2 separate regions of the Sus scrofa genome follow, and region 2 is linked to region 1. Evidence: chromatin contacts called from public Hi-C data. All regions are on one chromosome and are shown on one strand. The core of a region is the stretch at or near the end of the contact, and the rest is flanking DNA. Distances in the headings are between cores, read along the strand shown. Region 1 has its middle 350 kb from the start of KLF6. Region 2 has its middle 36 kb from the start of AKR1E2.

What was found. Hi-C and Micro-C count contacts between places; a contact is called where the count stands out from the background.
Region 2: a contact with region 1 is called in a Hi-C map of skeletal muscle, with 5 times the contacts expected there. The contact joins two enhancer-like sites. A contact is called at or near these places in 10 of 47 Hi-C or Micro-C datasets (embryonic fibroblasts, fetal heart ventricle, mesenteric adipose tissue and 4 more) and 1 of 2 datasets of contacts at active chromatin or transcription factors (skeletal muscle).

The regions. Positions count from the first base shown.
Region 1 is chr10:66,134,114-66,139,168 of Sscrofa11.1, forward strand. No RefSeq gene overlaps it. Among named protein-coding and RNA genes, the nearest start is that of KLF6, 350 kb to the right of the region's middle. Within about 2 kb of position 2,193, at least 31 of the 83 cell types and tissues checked have an H3K27ac peak or open chromatin away from gene starts, as enhancers often do. A contact at or near this core is called in retroperitoneal adipose tissue and skeletal muscle, where this site is marked.
Region 2 is chr10:65,727,369-65,732,423 of Sscrofa11.1, forward strand. No RefSeq gene overlaps it. Among named protein-coding and RNA genes, the nearest start is that of AKR1E2, 36 kb to the left of the region's middle. Within about 2 kb of position 2,718, at least 10 of the 83 cell types and tissues checked have an H3K27ac peak or open chromatin away from gene starts, as enhancers often do. A contact at or near this core is called in retroperitoneal adipose tissue and skeletal muscle, where this site is marked.

The DNA.
Region 1 (5,055 bases), core at 943-3,442:
TGCCTTTTTAAAATAACATAACATAACACATGTTTTGACACAACTCCACATGACTCAGAGGCCTTCTTAAAATAAGACCAGACTGCATTCGTGGAGACTGAGTCACCTCTAACCTCCTGAACTTGCCGAGGATTCGGATCCAGGATGTATGTTCGTCCCTCAGAGGCGATGGGAAGGTTCTGGGGGCAGCGCACCTGGCCTTCAGTCAAGTGTTTTATCCCTGGCACTGCAAACAAGCGGGGTTTTTCTGCCTTTCGCATCGCCTCGCCAGGAACGAAAGACAGCATGTCAAACTGTGGTTTCCAGGGTAAACAAATAAAGACGACCCACTCCAGAAAATAAACGATTCCCGGAATGATTTTTAAAAGGAAGGACAACGTCGCGTGGGGACGTATGTGGCGCTCATCCAGTCCGGGCCTTCTGCAAGCGCCGCAGCCCCGAGAGGCAGGGGCGTCTTCTGAGTTAATTGCAGCGGGAGACACGTCCTTCTCCGGGACCCAGAAAACTTCCCGGTAGAAGTCCAGCGCCGTTGGGCGTTTTTCTTCTGAGTAAAGGTTGGGAACTCAAGGCGCCTCGGGCCCACGCCCACTGGTCTACGCTGCCTTCACCCAGCGCAAGCGCGCGGGTTCCCCTGGCAGGATTCCGCACAAAAAGCTGACAGGCCTGTGCGTTCGGCGGCACAGCCCTCGTGCAGCGGGACCGGGACGCTCACCCTTGAACGTGGGCGATCTGGCGTTGAGTCCTTTCTCCCCCAAGCTGCCGCCCCCGCGTTCTTTATGTGAAGAAGTGACCCTGAGTCACGTAGAGTTCGGATGCGCAGAAGGCGGGCTCATGCCTGTGGACATTTTCCCAGGCCTTGAGGACGGTCGCCGGGACTGCTGTTAACAACAGCGGGACCGCAGCGCTCATGACCGAGCCGCCTGGACTCCACCGGCACGGCTGTCCCCGCGGGCTGAGCCAGTGTCCTTAGCGACCGGGGCGGCGGCTGGACAACTGCGATCACGCCCGGTGAGGGATGGCTCTCGCCCAGTCGCCCTTGCGTGGCATCTCTATCCCCCGTTTTTAAGCCCCGGCCGGCCTGAGACCCGGCCCCCACCCCCACCAGGCCCTGGTTCAGAACAGCGGCCTTGGAGGCTCCGCGCCTGCCCTTCAAGGCGCCCCAGCGCCCTGGCCGCACCCCCGACCGATGGCACTGACGCACAGTCGGGCTGTGAAGGCAGCGCTTCTCGCTCACCCGCTCCCGGACGTGGAACGGAGAGAAAACGCCCCCCTGAAAGAGCCACCTTCCAGATGTGCCCGGCTCAGGGCCGGCCCCGAGTGTCACGTCCTGGTGGGAAGTGACTGCGTGTGTTTTGTTCAGATCCAAGGCCCTGTTGACAAAGCCGTGCTGCAGGTGTCCCCCTGAAATGGTCACACGGTGACCTTCCCTGGTCAAAGAGGCCTCTAAATGGTATCCCGGGTCTCGTCTCCCGTGCACATCTGAAGGTCTGCTGTTTCGGAGAGGGCAGTGCCCTGGTCACGGAGATTTAAAGCACCCTGTGGGGTCAGATTTTAACAGGAACCCAAATAATAGCAACCCCTTTCTTTGTTGGCCACCCCCAGGGCTCACTCTGGATGTTTTTAATAGCAAGGGACCTCATCTAGCCGTCCATGAGGCTAACTGATTTCTATACCTTTTTCTCTTCTATCCCCCCCACCTCCCGCTCCCCATTCCCCGCCCCCCCCCTTATTCAATTAAAAGAATCAGCGAGCCCTTTGGCTCCCTTTTCCTGGAGCAAACTTTTTCACAAACTTTTTTTAATTTACTCAAAGGAAGAGTTTAAAAAATGCTGAAGCATAGCATGCACACACCACATGCATAAGAAGACGCAGCAAGACCGCTGCGGTTGTCCAAGAGGATCCTGCGGCCAGGGCTGCCTGGCGGCCCCAGCGGACATAGGGCTAAGCCCACGGGGTCACATCTGGGAGAGAGAGTGTGTGAATGGAGCGGAGCCGGCCTCCCACACGACAGGAATTCCTCCCAAACTATGTGCTCGCTCGGTATGGGAGCGCAGAAAAAAAATGTGTTTGGAATATCGCTAAGGAAACCCAGATAGATCCCCTATCTTTGCCAGAGCACAGAAGACAGTTCAGCGAGTGACTGACTCAGAGTGACTAACGCAGAACACGTGTCCGATGATGGGGGGAAGCAGGGATGTAGAGAAAAGGGCGGCCACCGTGCTTTCTGCCCCAACAGGAACAAGACGACTCCCTTCCTCCCTCGTATTCACGCCCCTGGCTTTTCTCAGACAAAGCGTACAAAGAAAAGCACTGGTCTTTCCGCTCAGAAAGGTTTCTGCCGTCATAAATGTCTCTCTCCAACATCAAGGTGCTTGTTCCTGCTGTCACACCTGTGAGCATCTTTTGTTTTGCCGCGGAGGACACACTTCTGAGAATATGCTTTCACTCCAGAATTTTGAGAGTGTGTTTTGGCTTTCACTATTATTCCAACAAGCCAGTTGTGTGTGTGTGTGTGTGTGTGTGTGTGTGTGTGTGTGTGTGTGTTTAGAGCCATGAATTCCATGTAGCTAAAGTTTAGTTCCATTTTAATGCCAGTTATGATAGCACAGTCCATTATTCTCTAAAAATAGGTCCAAATATGTTTATCTTTGTGGAATTTAGGAAGCAGCAACTCCATCTGCAATATCCTTTACCATCACCAACCATAAAAAGGTGGCAGAAACAGCGGTTTGCTGCATCCCGGGAAATGTCCCGTTATCCCAAAGCCTCGCCAGACCCCTCGCTGCTCCTTCAGCCGGGGTCCTCCTGACGTCGGCTGCCCGCTGTGCGGGGTCTGAGCTCCGTTTCTTCTTCATGCTCTTCTGCGCTGTATCTTCCTCTGCTGTTGCATTCTGGTCACCAGGTTTAAATTGCAGACGGTTAGAATGTGAAGATATTAATGCTTTTGAACCTGCTCGGCGTGAAAGGGTCTGCAGTCAGCCTCTTCATCTCCAGCAAACCGACCCCGTGCACGAGCGAGGCTCCCACACAGTGAGGGAGGCTTTACCCTGCGTGTGCGCCTTGGGGCGAGGAGAACTCTTTCTCTTGTCTCTCAAAGCACCTGGCCCAACAGTTTGGCACTTTTCACACACACGTACATGGACGTATCTTCACAGATCCCACACATACTTTTTTATTTGATTAATTTTTTTTTCCTAGCTGACGGCTTGAAGCAGATGTGGTTCTAAAACACCAGCGAATAACCCCTGGGGCTCAGCAAGTGTATGGCCCAGACCTCAAAGCCACAGTGGAAACATCTGGCTCCAGTCCCCGAGACACCTGGCGGTCAATCCATATTACGGGCCTGAATTGCCCCCTGACTGGGCAGGAAAAAAACAGCAGCCAAACTTGGTAAAGCACAGGCATAAACTAAACTTGGTTACTCAATGTGAGGACCATTGACTGAGTTAGTCAGTTTTAAGAAAATAAATAAATGAATCAGGACAATAAGACCAACTCTGAAGATAACAATTTCAGATGAGGGATTCTGCGATGTTTAAAAACCCTTTAACCAAAGACACTGTCTCTGTTTTCATTCACCCGTTTATTTTAGTGTTTATTAAGCATCCATACTGTAACAGCGACAATGCTATTTGACACTTAGACACATTGTTTAGTCGTAGAAATTACAGTAGATGATTCTGACACCCTTGTTTCAATCGAACTAGGAGATAAATTCCAGACATTAAAAAAAGAGACATTTCAGAGAACCTGACTAGTATCCATGAAGATGTGGGTTCAATCCCTGGCCTCGCTCAGTGGGTTAAGGATCTGGATTTGCTGAAAGCTGTTGTGTAGGTCACAGATGCAGTTTGGATCTGGCATTGCTGTGACTATGGTGTAGGCTGGCTGCAGCTCTGTTTCAACCCCTAGCCCGGGAATTTCCATATGCCACTGGTGAAGCCCTAAAAAGCAAAAAAAAAAAAAAAAAAAAAATTCATTTGTAATCATAATCCATGGAGTATAAAGGTGGTAGTTACTTTATCTAAAGAGAGACATATCAGAGTTCCTGTCGTGGCTCACTGGTTAACGAATTCAACTAGGAACCATAAGGTTGCGGGTTCAATCCCTGGCCTCGCTCAGTGGGTGAAGGATCCAGCGTTGCCGTGAGCTGTGGTGTAGGTCGCAGACGCGGCTCGGATCCCGAGTTGCTGTGGCTCTGGTATAGGCTGGCGGCTACAGCTCTGATTCGACCTCTAGCCTGGGAACTTCCATATGCTGCAGCAGCGGCCCAAGAAATGGCAAAAAGAGAAATAAATAAATAAATAAATAATAAAAAGAGACATACCACGTATCACTAGATAGACAAGAGGCATGGTCTGACAGGGAAAAAACTGGACATATAGCAAAGAGAAGCACTTTTCGATGGGCCCTCACAGCACTCAAGAGGCACTGTCTAGACACATTTGAAACAAACTTCAAATAGCGCGCTTCAAATTAAAGACCACACAGAAAAGAGGGCTAAATTACCATGCATTTAATGTCATATAATTGCAAAATTGAGCATGTACACCAAAGCATTTAAAACGATCACTGGTTAAAATTGCGTTTTCTATGAAAATACAAGGAACATGATCTTAAGTAAAGATTCACTCACGATACTTCAGCTCAGACCCTCACAACATCTCTTGTTTGTATTAGAGCACAAAGTACTCAAACAGTCACAGGTACCTAAATAAATAAATAAATAGATAATAAATAAGTACATTTGTATAAAAAAAACAAACCTTGATTCCATTATTCTCCTCAAGGCCAAACCAAGATTTTGAGATAAATTAACACTGCAGACAAGTCCGAGAATGAAACGGGGTTTTTTCACCCATCCTTCCTCTCTCCTCCTTTTGCGTGTTTCTGTTTTTACATCTGAGATGGGGTGAATTTTTATGAGAGTCTCTTTGTGTAGGAAAACAGTAAAGGTCGGTACCACCATCTACAGCGGCGAATATGGCCTTTATGATATAAAACTCTCTGCCAGAAAACGCTCCTAACTGAGACAAAGGTGTGCAGCCTAATTTA
Region 2 (5,055 bases), core at 1,468-3,967, 410 kb before region 1:
AAACGTTTTCTCTGGAGCTCAAGTAAACAAAAGCATGTCTGCTGAGCCGAGGGGCTCAGAGGTAGGGGACAAGAGGACAGACCTAGAAAGGGGACGTTTGGGCCAATGATCTGGCCCTTGCTCCTGGACCTTGGATGTCCACCTGAATAAAAGATTCCAGGACGAGGGAGCTGAAACCAGGACCCTGCAGGCTCCTGGGCACAGAAGCCTCTGTGTCCCCACCTTTCGGTTTGTAGGGAATAAGCTTCAGCTTCTGTGACCTTCCCTGAGGGCGGGTTGAAACTGTTGCTCATCTGGGAATGGAGGGGATGCAGAGACCAGGGAGGAACATTCAGGAGACAATAGTGCCGCCTTGGGGCAGGGACCTGGTTCCTTCTAAGGGAATATGCATAACAATACCTGCCAAACTAAAGCCCCCAACAAAGGGAAGATGCTGACTACCCGTGAAGCCTCCTTCTTTCCGGAGAGAAGGGCGTGTCCTGATAATCTCAAGGACCACCGGAACCAGTCCCGGGGCCACCTGACACCAGCTTTGAAGAGGAATACAAGCTTGCTACCCGGAGCCTAATCTGTAGCCCCATCTTCCCCTCCCAAACGAGAAGACCACTCCTGGTCTCCCCAGAGAGGGCACTGTGTTTAGGGCATTAGCCTGGCAAGGCAATGAAGCTACTCATTCCTCCTTTGCCCCAAGCTCTGTCTCTCTGTTTCTATTAGGCAGCGGTGGCCAGAGGCCGAGTTCCAGCCGCGGTCCTGCCCAAGGCTTCCAGGAGACTGGCCGCCTCTCCTGCAAGTGAGAGCTGGAAAATGGCTCTGTGCACCTGCATGGACATCAAGAGCATGTCCTTATCCGGCCACTGCCCTGGGGGTGCAGAGCCCATGGGACCCGGGAGGGAGGAGAAGTGGGAAGAAGGTGCCGACGTGCAGTCCCTGGCCAGCCGAGAGCCGGGAGCAGGCGGGACCCAAAACAGAGAGGAGAGAGGACTTCTTTTTTTTTCTTTTGATGGACTGGAGGAAGGTTTTTTAAGTTTATTTTTAGTTTGACATGTTCTTTTTTGTTTTATTATTATTATTTTATTAAAGTATAGTTGATTTACAATGTTTCATCAAGTTCTGTTGTACAGCAAAGTGACCCAATCACACACATTTCCCTGTTCTGTACGTTAGGGACCCACAGCCCATTCCTTCCAAATATAAGTTTTCATCCAACCCCCCCCCCCAAATGCCCATGCATCCCACTCCCTCCCCTTCTCCCCTTGGGAACCCCAAGTCTGCTCTTCTTGGCCATGATCTGTTTCTGTTTTTTGTGTTTGTTTTTTTGTTTTTGTTTTTTGGAGAGGATTATCTGAGCCATATTGTAGATTCCACAAACAAGCGATACCATATGGTATTTGTCTTTCTCTTTCTGACTTCACTTAGAATGAGTCTCTAGATCCATCCATGTTGCTGAAGATGGCATTTGTTTGTCTTTTTTATGACTGAGTAATATTCCACCATGTATATGTACTGCATGTTCTTAATCTACTCATCTGTCAATAGACATTGAGGTTGTTTCCATGTCTTGGCTATTGTGAATAGTGCTGCTATGAACACAGGGATGCGTGTATCTTTTTCAGTGAAACTTTTGTCCAGATATATGCCCAGCAGTGGAATTGCTGGATTATATGGTAGTTCTATGTTTAGTTTCCTGAGGTACCTCCATACCATTTTCTAAAAGAATTCAGTGCTCCCTGAGTGGACTCTGCCTGAGGTTTTGTGTTTTAAAAAAACGATTTATTGTTCCCCTTGTGGCTCATCAGTAAAGAACCTGACTTGTATCCATAAGGATGAGGTTCCATTCCTGGCCTCTCTCTGTGGATTAAGGATCTGGCGTTGCTGTGAGGTGTGGTGTAGGTTGCAGACATGGCTCAGATCTGGTCTTGCCGTGGCTGTGGCCTAGGCCGGCAGATGCAGCTCCTATTCGATTCCTAGCCTGGGAACTTCCATAGGCCCATATGCTATGGGTGCGGCCCTAAGAAACAAAACAAAACAAAACCCCTATTTGTTATTATATTTATTTTTAATTAAAATATGGTTGATTTACAATGTTGTACCAGTCTCTGCTGTATAGCGAAGTGGCCCAGGCATATATGTATACATACGTATATATATACATTCCCTTTCCTGTGTTATTTTCCAGCATGTTTTATCCCAAGAGTCGGGATATGGTTCCTGTCCTGTACAGTAGGACCTCATTGCTCATCCATTCTACATGTACTAGTTTTATCTGCTAACCGCAAACTCCTCCTCGCTCCCGGCTTCCCCTTGGCAACCACAAGTCTGTTCTCTTATGTAAAAGAGCACTTTTTAGAGCCGTTTTAGGTTTACAACAAAATGGAGAGGAAGGTACAAATATTTCCCATATGCCCTCGGCTTCCCAAATGCCTAGCCGCCCCCGCCATCTACATCCCCAACCAGAACTGCCTTTTCTTTTAAACCAAAGATGAGCTTACATGGACTTTTTTTTTTTTTTTAATTTACAAAGAAGAGAATAAAAACTAAGTCGATCAAAGCCTCAGGAATGAATGGCCCACGTGCACGTCACCCCTCGTTTCACGTTCCTTTCTTCTCAGTGAAAAAGCTCATTTATCAGAAGCAAAACACAACCTTAATATCCGCGTGTGGCCGGAGAATTTGTTTACATGGACCTTGTCCTACCTCCCACGTCCTGTAGATGGAGCTACATCCTCAGGCACAAGTTCCTTGTTTCCACATCTTCCAGGTTTCAGGAAAGGACATCCCTGAAAGACAGTTTTAGTGTCTGCCCTGAAGACTTTTCATTGCTTTTACCGTGGGTAGTGCTACAACGTGCAAGACTTGGTGCTAAAGAAAAAGCACGTTTTTTTTTTTTTGGTGTGTGTGGCTTTTTAGGGCTGCACCTGCGGCATATGGAGGTTCCCAGGCTGGGGTCCAATCAGAGCTGTAGCCCCTGGCCTATGCCACAGCAACGAAGGACCCAAGCTGAGACTGCGACCTACACCACAGCTCACAGGCAACACCGGATCCTTAACCCACAGAGCGAGGCCAGGGATCCAGCTGGCATCCTCTTGCCTGCTAGTTGGATTCGTTTTGGCTGAGCCACAGGAACTCCAAAACAGAACGTTTTTGAGAGGCAAGTCTTGCACCTGCTCCCCTGTCTTTGCAGGGAGCCCGTTTTAAATAACATTGGCCAACATGTTGCTGGTATTTGGTATTTCTGTGCTTTGTGAACAGTTAAACTGCAAAAGGGCCCATTATTCGGAGTCCTTTTCCACAGGTGTTTCCTGTGTCCTGGCCTCGTCCCTTGCTCCGTGTGACTGAATGACCATATATAGCCAATTGCAGTGACCTGTTGTGTTTCCCCCAGTCGGTGAGCAAACATTGCCTATCTGTGGACGGAGGGGTGCACTTTATTTCTTCCCCACGTGGTTTCCAAGGGATGTGAGAACACAATGTGTCAGGCCGACAGGAAACTCAAAAAAAGAAACAGAAAGAGAAAAGGTTTTAAAGGATCTGACTGTGTCTGTGACATGGCACCGGATCTGTTCATGGATTCCAAAACCAGGAGGAGAAACTTGGTGCTTTAAAAGGAAAAGAAAAATCCAAGCGATGTGGAAAGGACTTTGAATAGCAATATTAATCTAGAAAACATTTTTATCAAGGGAATTTGCCTATGTCTTGGATGCTTTTTAACTTACTCAACAGGGCACTGAGTGCATTTTGCTTCTTGATATAAGAAGAAAAGAACCCTTCAAGAAGTTTTTAAGATGTTTTGTTATTCTTTCCTAGTAAATCCCAAATTTGTAGGTTGAGTCGGAGGCGTCTTAAAATCCAACCAATGATTTTAATTGTAACCGAAATATCATCTTGCACGTAAGACACGGTAATCATTTAGAAGTTTGCTGACAGAGATGCTCACAGCCAAGTAAATATTTTGCTCCACATTTTTAAGTGGGCTGTTAAAAATTTTACCCCTCCAGTGTAATTTTCATTCTCTAAAGCTATAATATTTTCAATAATCAAACCTCTTTCTTTTTTTCTTTTTTTGGATTAATATGTGAATTTTCAGATTGCGTTAATTTCACGAATGGAGGAACTTTACCTTTATGTTTCAAATAGTTCTCAAAATACTGGAATAACCAATGCCATGGTTAGAATTTGGATGTATCATGTATAATGGTTTTCAGAGGTTAGAGGATTACAGGAACATACGAAGTAGTGGTTCTCAAAACAATGTCTGGGGCTGGTCCTTAAAAAAAATTAAGATAATTACATTTTCTCAAAGTTATATTTACTATTATACAGATTCCCTTGTTTTGATTTATTAGGAAGATATTCAGGGCATATTCTTTTTTACGCATTCCTCATGAGATTCCATTAAAACAAATGGCTTTCCGGTCTGTACCCCTTTCCAAGTCCGTTAGTGATTTAATATTGATTTGTGAAAGACGCTCCATTACAAAACCCTTTTCTCATTGTCTAAATTCCCTGTGTTTAGGAAGCTTTTGAGACATCCAGGAATAAGCCAATTTCCCTAATGGTAGGAGAGAATTGTATGCTGGAGACAATAAAGCCTGGTCTGTTGACTCAGGCTCGTGCACAAGTATATGATTTACTAATTAAAAAAGAAGAAAGATAATGCGAACCTTGAGGTGTATCATTTCCTGCACTGAAAAGCCAACTGCTGGCATTAGGGGTCTCTTTCCCTGAGAAGGCTGTCCACCCCGCTGTCTTGAGGATGCAGCTGGGAAACAGAGCTGATACTCCGTAGGATGGAGAAATTTAAATTGATGTTATATGCTGTGAAATTTCTGGAAAGAATCTGAACACGTAAGCCTTAGACTGGATTCCCAAATATTTAAAGAACGGCAGTTGACAGAGATTCATAAAGGCCATTGAAGACGCCATCTCTGCGTAGACAGCAAGAGCATTTTTACATTTTAAAAAAACCAGAGGCTAGCGGTGGTGGGGGAGGGAGTGGGGAGACAGCGGCTGAAGGGTACACTTTTCCAGTTGAAAGACAGTTAAGTTCTGGGGGGT